2 separate regions of the Macaca mulatta genome follow, and region 2 is linked to region 1. A link is a contact called in public Hi-C data. All regions are on one chromosome and are shown on one strand. The core of a region is the stretch at or near the end of the contact, and the rest is flanking DNA. Distances in the headings are between cores, read along the strand shown. Region 1 holds the start of LOC114670967. Region 2 overlaps KSR2 (kinase suppressor of ras 2).

Evidence for each region. Hi-C and Micro-C count contacts between places; a contact is called where the count stands out from the background.
Region 2: a contact with region 1 is called in a Hi-C map of sperm, with 4 times the contacts expected there. The contact joins the enhancer-like site here to the promoter of LOC114670967 in region 1. A contact is called at or near these places in 6 of 14 Hi-C or Micro-C datasets (cortical neurons, fetal cortex germinal zone, fetal cortical plate and 3 more).

What each region holds. Positions count from the first base shown.
Region 1 is chr11:124,622,169-124,626,183 of T2T-MMU8v2.0, reverse strand. It overlaps LOC114670967, which reads right to left and starts at 2,618. Exons shown (of 2, transcript XR_013401519.1): 1 at 1-2,618. The region is part of intron 1 of NOS1 (nitric oxide synthase 1); the gene reads left to right.
Region 2 is chr11:124,928,443-124,932,348 of T2T-MMU8v2.0, reverse strand. The region is part of intron 5 of KSR2 (kinase suppressor of ras 2); the gene reads left to right. Among named protein-coding and RNA genes, the nearest start is that of NOS1, 220 kb to the right of the region's middle. Within about 2 kb of position 2,583, at least 3 of the 40 cell types and tissues checked have an H3K27ac peak or open chromatin away from gene starts, as enhancers often do.

The sequences.
Region 1 (4,015 bases), core at 1,369-3,868:
CAACTTCCAGGGCCACTCAGGGACCTTGCGTCCGCGGTCCTGGAAGGGGCTCTCTCGGGACTGCGCCCCAGAGGAGGCCAGACGCTCGCCCCCACCCCCAGGGCACTGTGACCAGAGAGCTCATGGCTCTCCAAGCCCCACATCAAGCTGTCTGGGGTAGACATCCAGAGAGGAAAGGCTCTCACAGAGAAGGCAGCCGAGGAGGGCAGGAACCTTTCCAGTGACTCCCCTGGGTTCTGGTCCTAGATCGACCTTTTACTTGTGTGACCTTCGGTAAGTCTCTTCATCTTTCCCAGCCTCAGTTTCTCATCTGTAAAATGGAGAAACAGTACCTTTTTCGTGGGACTGTCGTGAGGACCTTAAAAAATCATAAATGTGAATATGAAGTCAGGGTAAGTGTTCATAACGCAGGAAGTGTTGCTGATTTTTCTTTTTTTAAAACCATTATTGTAATGCTCTGGGACCGGATCTGGGAGACTCGCACGCAGGTCTAGGGTTTCCCGCCAGTAGGAACTGGGGGGGTCTAGCCCACAGGGTACTACAGGCTGCAGAAGGTTGCTCTCGCCTCCATCTCTAACCCGGTAATCCTGGGGAAGACGCATGGGATTCTTCCTTCTACTCCCATAACCCAGATCAAACCCTGCGCTCAGGCCTAAGAAAAGCGCGCACAGCCGCCACGGAGGGAGGGTCCCTAGGGACGCCGCTAGGCAAGGGTGCGGTGCAGGCGAGCGCTCCTCTAGGCGCCTCATCTCACCTCTGGCGGCCCAGGACCTTGGGAGACAGCAGAAAGGAGCCCCCAGACCGCTCCTCCCGAGAGGAATGAGGGAAAATTGCTCCCTTTCTTCAGTGCTAATTGGGGTCGGGGCAAACGCAAGAAATTCATAAACACACCAGGGAACACTGACGCAGCTCTCTGGAGCACAGAATTTTCCCCCGTTATTTCTTCAGAACTGAAGATAAATCCCCCCAAGTGCGCATGGGTCGCGTCCGTTCTCCGCCCTCAAGGCATCTCAGCGGATGGTTTGAGAAGCCTCCGCAGGTCTCTGAAGGAGGGGGTCTCTGTCCCACCAGCACCGCCACAGCGGCCCCGGCCCCTTTCCACTAGCCTGGATTTCAGAGGCGCCCTGAGGGGCGCACAGCTCTGTCACTGACAGCTCCAAGGCACTGTCACACATATTATTCACCTGGAGCCTCTTAACAACTCTCAGGTTGCCAGTGCAGTCATCTGAATTCCATTTTGCAGCTGTGGAAATTGAGGTGTGGCAAACCAAGCTACCTACCCATAGTCACCTAGCTGGTAAGTGGCACTACCCAAGACCTCAACCCCAATTTTTGCTTTCTTAATTGGGGGCATTTTGCATACATCTGGGCACCTACGCAATCTGACATGTACCGGAACCTTGGCACACATAGCTGTATTTCCTGATACATCTGCTCAGCCAGAGGCCAGCCATCCCTATGGTCAGAGGCTTGGCTTTGTCTCCACAAATTGTGTGATTTTTTTTTCCCCAGAGTCCCAGATCACGTAGAGAAAGAGTGAGCAGTGTGGTAGAGAGACCTGGTGAAGATCTCAGCTTGAGGCCAAGCTTAGCTCACTCCATGGCTGTGTGACCTCAGATTGTTCACTTAACCTTTCTGAGCTTCGGTTCTGTTGTCTGTAAAATGAGAACAGTAACTCCCACACGGGGCTGTTTTGAAGACTTTGTGATTATGTGTGTGAAAGGTGTTCTAGAAACAATGCTGTTATGCCAAGATTGGTGATTGTAAGGCAGGAAGGCCTTACAATCCGAAACAAATGGAGCCGTTTGGGGCCAATAGTGTCATCGTGGCTTTCAGAGCAGCCTGCTTTTTGCCCTTTCTGTCTCCTCTTTATTTTTCCCAAATGGCCAAAGCCAGTCCCCAGGAGCCTATGTATTCCACGGGGAAGGACTTCACGGAGAAGTGAGAGGGCGGGGATATTGTGACAGGTTAGGCTGCTCCCAGTGGGTCTCTGTGAGTAAGATGCAAAGAGTTGTCCAAGGTACCACTCAGACGGTTGTCCAGAAATGTCCCCGCTGGCAGGGTTGCTGATTTCCCAGGAGGCAGGAAGACTGGGAGGTCAATTTGCCTGCATATTGTGAGCACAGACAGGTTTGGCTGTGCCTGTTGCGCTCACAGTCTGCTGATGTTTTGGGGTGTCTTATGACAAGACTTCATGTGTTGCCTGTCACTCAGGTTCTATGGGTCTGTGAAGGGCTTGGAATGTGGTTAAGAGCCACAGGCAACAATCAGTGCTCATGAGAACTGGGGCTTTTTCCCATTAGAAACTGGAATTTGTAGGCTGGGCGCAGTGGCTCATGCCTGTAATCCCAGCACTTTGGGAGGCCGAGGCGGGCAGATCACGAGGTCAGGAGATCGAGACCATCCTGGCTAACACGGTGAAACCCCATCTCCACTAAAAATACAAAAACTTCTCCGGGCGTGGTGGTGGGTGCCTGTAGTCCCAGCTACTCAGGAGGCTGAGGCAGGAGAATGGCGTGAGCCCGGGAGGTGGAGCTTGCAGTGAGCCGAGATCACACCACTGCACTCCAGCCTGGGCGACAGAGTGCAGTTCCGTCCCAAAAAAAAAAAAAAAGAAAAAGAAACCGGAATTTGTAGAAGTTGATTTTGGCATTTCAGGACCCTTTTTAATCTGGATTGTTTGAACAGGGGGGCATGTTTCCTGCCACGGATCAGTGTGGGTTTTTATGGTTAACACCACATAAGTTATAGACATGACCATTTTCCTTGTTCTAATATATGACAACATTTAAACATCATCTAATCCAGCAAACGCCAAACATCAGCCCAGTGGGCCTTTAGTGTCAGAATACAACAAGTCACTGGTTAAAAGCAAAGATGCCAGACCCCACCCTAAATCTACCAAATCAGCATCCCTGGGGGAGACTGGAAATATCTATATTTTTAACAAGGCTGCTCCAGGAGATTCTAATACCCTCAGTTTTTGTCTGTCACCCTCCTTGTACAAATTGGGAAACTGAGGCCCAGGAAAGGCATGTGACTGGATGAAAGTCACACAGCACATTACTGCCAAAGCTGGGATAGAACTTCAGTGTCTTGACTCGCTGTCCAATCCTCACTGATGATAACTTCATGTTTCCTTTGGTACAAGCCCTGTAAATGCCGGGGTTTAAAGAACTTTAATTTCATCTTTCTGATTGTCATTCTAGATTAGACCAACTGCTCAGAGGAGACTGAAAATAAGTCCTCCCACCTTGACCTTGCTGGGTGTCAGCACTGAGTTCCCATCTAATCTTGGACATTAGCCCCACTATTTGATCTATCCCTTTCAGAGGGAATATTCTTTTTTTTTTTTTTTTTTTTTTTTTTTTTTTTGAGACAAGGTCTCTCTCTATGGCCCAGGCTGGAGTGTAGTGGCGTGATCACAGCTCACTGGAGCTTCGACCTCCTGGGCTCAACTGATCATCTCTCCTCAGCCTCTCGAGTAGCTGGGACTATAGGCGTGTGCCACCACACCTGGCTAATTTTTTTATTTTTGGTAGAGACGGGATTTTGTCACGTTGCCCAGGCTAGTCTTGAACTCCTGGGCTCAAGCCATTTGCCTGCTTCAGCATCCTTAAGTGCTGGGATTACAGGTGTGAGCCACCACGCCAGGTCTAGAAAAATTCCTTTTATAAGTGACCTATCAGGTATAACTTCTGCAGAGAAGTAGTCACAGAGCTAATAAACCCAGTTTAACTACCATTGATTTCACCAAAGCCATTGGTTTGAGCTCATTTCAGCAGCCCTTCGGCCTTCCACCCAGCCTTTGCAAGTGTGTTTGTGCTGCTCACATGCCTGTTCTTAAGGTAGAAGAATGATGAGCAGCACCAGCAATGCTGGAAAATTGAGCCCATTCGAATCTTTTAAATGAAAATGATGTATCAACAGAAAGTGCCCCTGAGTCTCTAATTCAAGTATGGTTAACAGGGTATAGTGGATGTGGGTCTTGGCACAGTCGTATGATGCTAAGGAT
Region 2 (3,906 bases), core at 1,334-3,833, 310 kb before region 1:
AAGAAAGATAGCATTTGAGTCTCAGTGGAAAAATGAGTGTGTAACCCAACTATTAGCTGAAACCCCAGGGACCAGTTCCCTATCTGTTGATTCTAACAAGTAACAGGAACAGAGGCAGCCTGGTGTGGTGCGGCAGGTTCCAGTCTGGGAAATGAGATGCTCTCTGTTGGAATTTCAGTGTTGCTGCCCATTGCCTGTGTGGCCTCTGTCTCTGCCTGGTGTGTCAGCTGCACTATTTCAGTTAAGACTCGCCCCAGTCTGTGAGGCAGGTAGTAGAATTCCCATGTTACAGATCAAGAAACTGAGGCTCAGAATGGTGCATGAACTTGTCCGTGGGGTCCCTTCTGAATCCACATGCAATCTAGCCTGCATTGTATCACTTCAATGCAGCAAGGTCCTTTCTCTATCTGGGTCTCAGTTTCCCCAGGGGTATGCACTCCCTGAGGGTCCATTTCAGTGACTCTGAGGTCTACCCACTGCGATTTCCTAGGCAAATCTTTTGACGCACTTAGAATGCTGGTTCTGGGGACTCTGGGTGGGGCTTGGGGTTGGGAGAACACAGCTACCGGGTGCTGGCTCCTCCTTGTTTGTAATCGTTCCCATTCCCCCGCCACTGTGAATTTCAGAAGAGAACTCCCTGCTTTTGGACCCTGGTGGCAGCCTTCCTCCGGCTGACCCAGCCAAGGGGGCCCCTGGGGCTGCATCCATGCCCGGCTCAGTCTGTCTGCCTGTTTGTCACTGTCGGCTCTGGCTCTGGTCTGCACTGTGAAGGGCAGTGACACGCCATCTTGTTCCCCCATGATGGTAATGCCTGGGGACAGCATTAGGCAGATCTGGCTGTAGTGTGGCCGAGCCTCACAACCTCAGGGTGCCCAGCCACCTCGAGTGGGGCATGAGAAGGACATCACCTTCTTGGGGCTTACCCTAGTCCCCTGGCCTGGGAGTGGCAAGTGAGGAAAGGGAGGGAGGGGAATGGCAGGAGCCTTCGCTGATGGAGGAATCTGTCTCCAAGGTTCACCAGCCCTTGGGGTTCACAGCCTCACTCAGGTAGGGCTAGTATGAAAGACATCAGTTGCTTCTGTTCACCATGGGAGATGTTGACTCAAATGAACCTGCTTCCCAGAGAAATAGAGATCAGTGGACTTATCTCTCCACCCTTGCTGTATTTACTCTGTGTTGCGTTTGGGTGGGCCACCATGCTCTGGTGGTTTGGTTAGGTGCTCTTCACCAATGGATCATCTTTACTCCACCAGTCTGCAAGCTTGTGAGCTCCTTATTTTCTATCTCTGATCCCAGCTGGTGAAGGTCAGGCTGTCTTAAATCCCCTAAAGAAAGCCGACTTCAGAATGAAAGAGTGCCACCTAGATGGAAGAAATAATTGTCATCATTCATTACTGGCTGGTAGAAGTGACTTCGGGTTTAAAGCAATTAACTGGATGCTGTTAAGTCACTGGACAAATCAACCTCTTGAGTCTATTTTCTACCCAGCAACGATGCAGTGAGGATACACTGAGAAATGCATGTAAATTCACTAGCATGGAGATTGGTACTTACAGCACTGAGTCTCAATCAAGGGTGGCTTTGGGAGCTATTGCCATATGTTACATGATGAAGTGGCTTGCAACAATGATGAAAACCATGGTCACAATAGCAATCGGTATGTATTGTGTTGACAATGTTCCAGGCATTGCACAAAGCAGTTTACTTTTATTATTTCATTTAAACTCTACTATCCTCTATAATAATATACTATTATCCCCATTTTACAGATGAAGAAACTGGGGCTGAGAGAGTTTAAGCACTTGGCCCAAGGTCACAAGGTCAGGAAAGAGGTGAAGTTTGCCATCCTTTTGAATCTTCCACTCTGCAATGCTAGGTTGTGAAACTGCAATGTCATCTTCATTAAAACTTGCTTGCTCATCAGGTAGGGAACTGAGCATGCTCAAGTTTTCTCTCCGATGCCCTTGCATCACTGGGGGAGCGTGTTGTGGGTGACAGCCTTGCTCAAAGGATGCCTCTTTGTCAGTGTGCTGTGCTCACTTAGGAAGCAGCACCTGCATTGACTGGCCTTTTGCTGCTCCACCCGACTCTGTTGTGATTATTCTAGGGATCCGTTGTCCCAGGTTGTAGCCATCCCCGTAGGGGCCAGGCAGTTGCAGAGCCAAAATTACAAGCTGCAGGAAGCTCCTGCGACTCATCCATCCTGGACATCTCTGGTAGAAGATGAAGAATGACGTAGTAATTTTGCCACCTGCAGTTTTCTGGGTGTTTCTTTATTAGCTGCCCATGACTCACTTAGAATGCTGGTTTTGGAAACTCTGGGTGGGGCTTGGGGTTGGGAGAACACAGCTACCAGGTGCAGCAGCTTCAGGGCAGCAGCTACCAAGGGGAACAAGTGACTGATGGGTTCCAGAACTTCCCCATCTTGGTCTTAATGACACCAGCTGGAGTACCCACTAGCCCTGGGTCTTATGAAATATTGTCCTTCATGAGGTGTCTTGAAAGACGGCAGCCCCTCAGCTCATCCCAACTCTAAGCAACTCCTGCTCTTTGTCCTGGGGACAAGCTAAGAGAGAGCTGACCCTCATTTGGTAGCCTGGCCTTGTGTGTACCTTGAGGCTGAGTCAGAAGCCTGGTTTGTCGAGGAAGGCAGCAGGTAGCAATAAAGACTGATGGAGCAGAACTGCCTGCTCCCAAGGAAGCCACTGGAAGGGTTATAAAGAGACTCAGGATGGGGGTGATTATATAATGGGGTTTAATGAGGCTTAAGGCCAAGGTTCATTACCCCCAGAAGAGAGGGAGGAGAGGCTCATGTCTTGACAGAAGTTTGCTGACTGAACCACAGTCTTGTCTCAGAATTGGAAGATATTTTGAGCAGTTTGGGTTTGACCGGACTCATTGGTGCCAATTCCAAGGGGAAAGTAGATATCCTATTGGAGTTACCCAAAGGGCTTTGCTCCCCCAAAATGAGCTGGGGTAGGTGCTGGTATCTTCTCTTCCCCTGAGGACTCAGCAGACACAGGAGGTACCACGTTGCCTGGCATCTTTTAGGAACTCAGGTCCCAGCAGTTTTTTAATGGGTACTGACCACCTGCTACATGCCAGGTGGATGTAGATGATTTGCAGGCATTAAAATATATAAACCTGGAAATAAACAAAACGCTACAGAACAGTTCCTAATGAAAAACACTGATCTCTTGCACTATCCCTCCCCAGTCCTGCCTCCCAGAAGCAGCCAGCTTAACTCTTTCTGCCTAGTGATTTTGGTGGTCATGACCACAATTTAAACCAGGTTCTACCAGGGGTTCTCAAAATGTGTTTCAGACCATCATCCCCAGCAGCAGCAGCATCCCGAAGCTTATTAGAAATGCAAATTCTTGCTCTTCCCCTCCAGCCCTATTGAATCAGAAGTTCTGGGGAGAGGTCCAGTAATCTGAGTTTTCACAAGCTCTCCAGGGAGTTCTACAGGCTGGCATTTCAGAATCCCCGGGTTATGTGACAGTTTTTTTTTTAAAGCTTTCATTTTGAAGTAATTTCAAATTTACAGAAAAGTTGCAAGAACAACACAGGGGACTTCGAGGCCCCTCTTTACTTAGATTCACTGGTTTTTAGCATTTTCCTACATTTGCTTTTTTCTCTCCTTCTTTCTTTCTCTTTCTCTAATTTTTGTGAACCATTTGGGACTAGGCTGCATACTCTCTTACATAACCCCGTAGGTTACCAATTTCAGGAAACTTGACATTGAATCAGTACTTTCATCTCGCCAGATTCCAATTTCATCTATCGCCCCAATAGTATCCTTTAGAGCAATTTTTTTGTCTGGTACAGGATCGAATCTGGGGTCACATATTGTGTTTAGCAGTTATGCAAGCTAGAACAGTTTCTCAGCCTTCTTTGTTGTTGTGT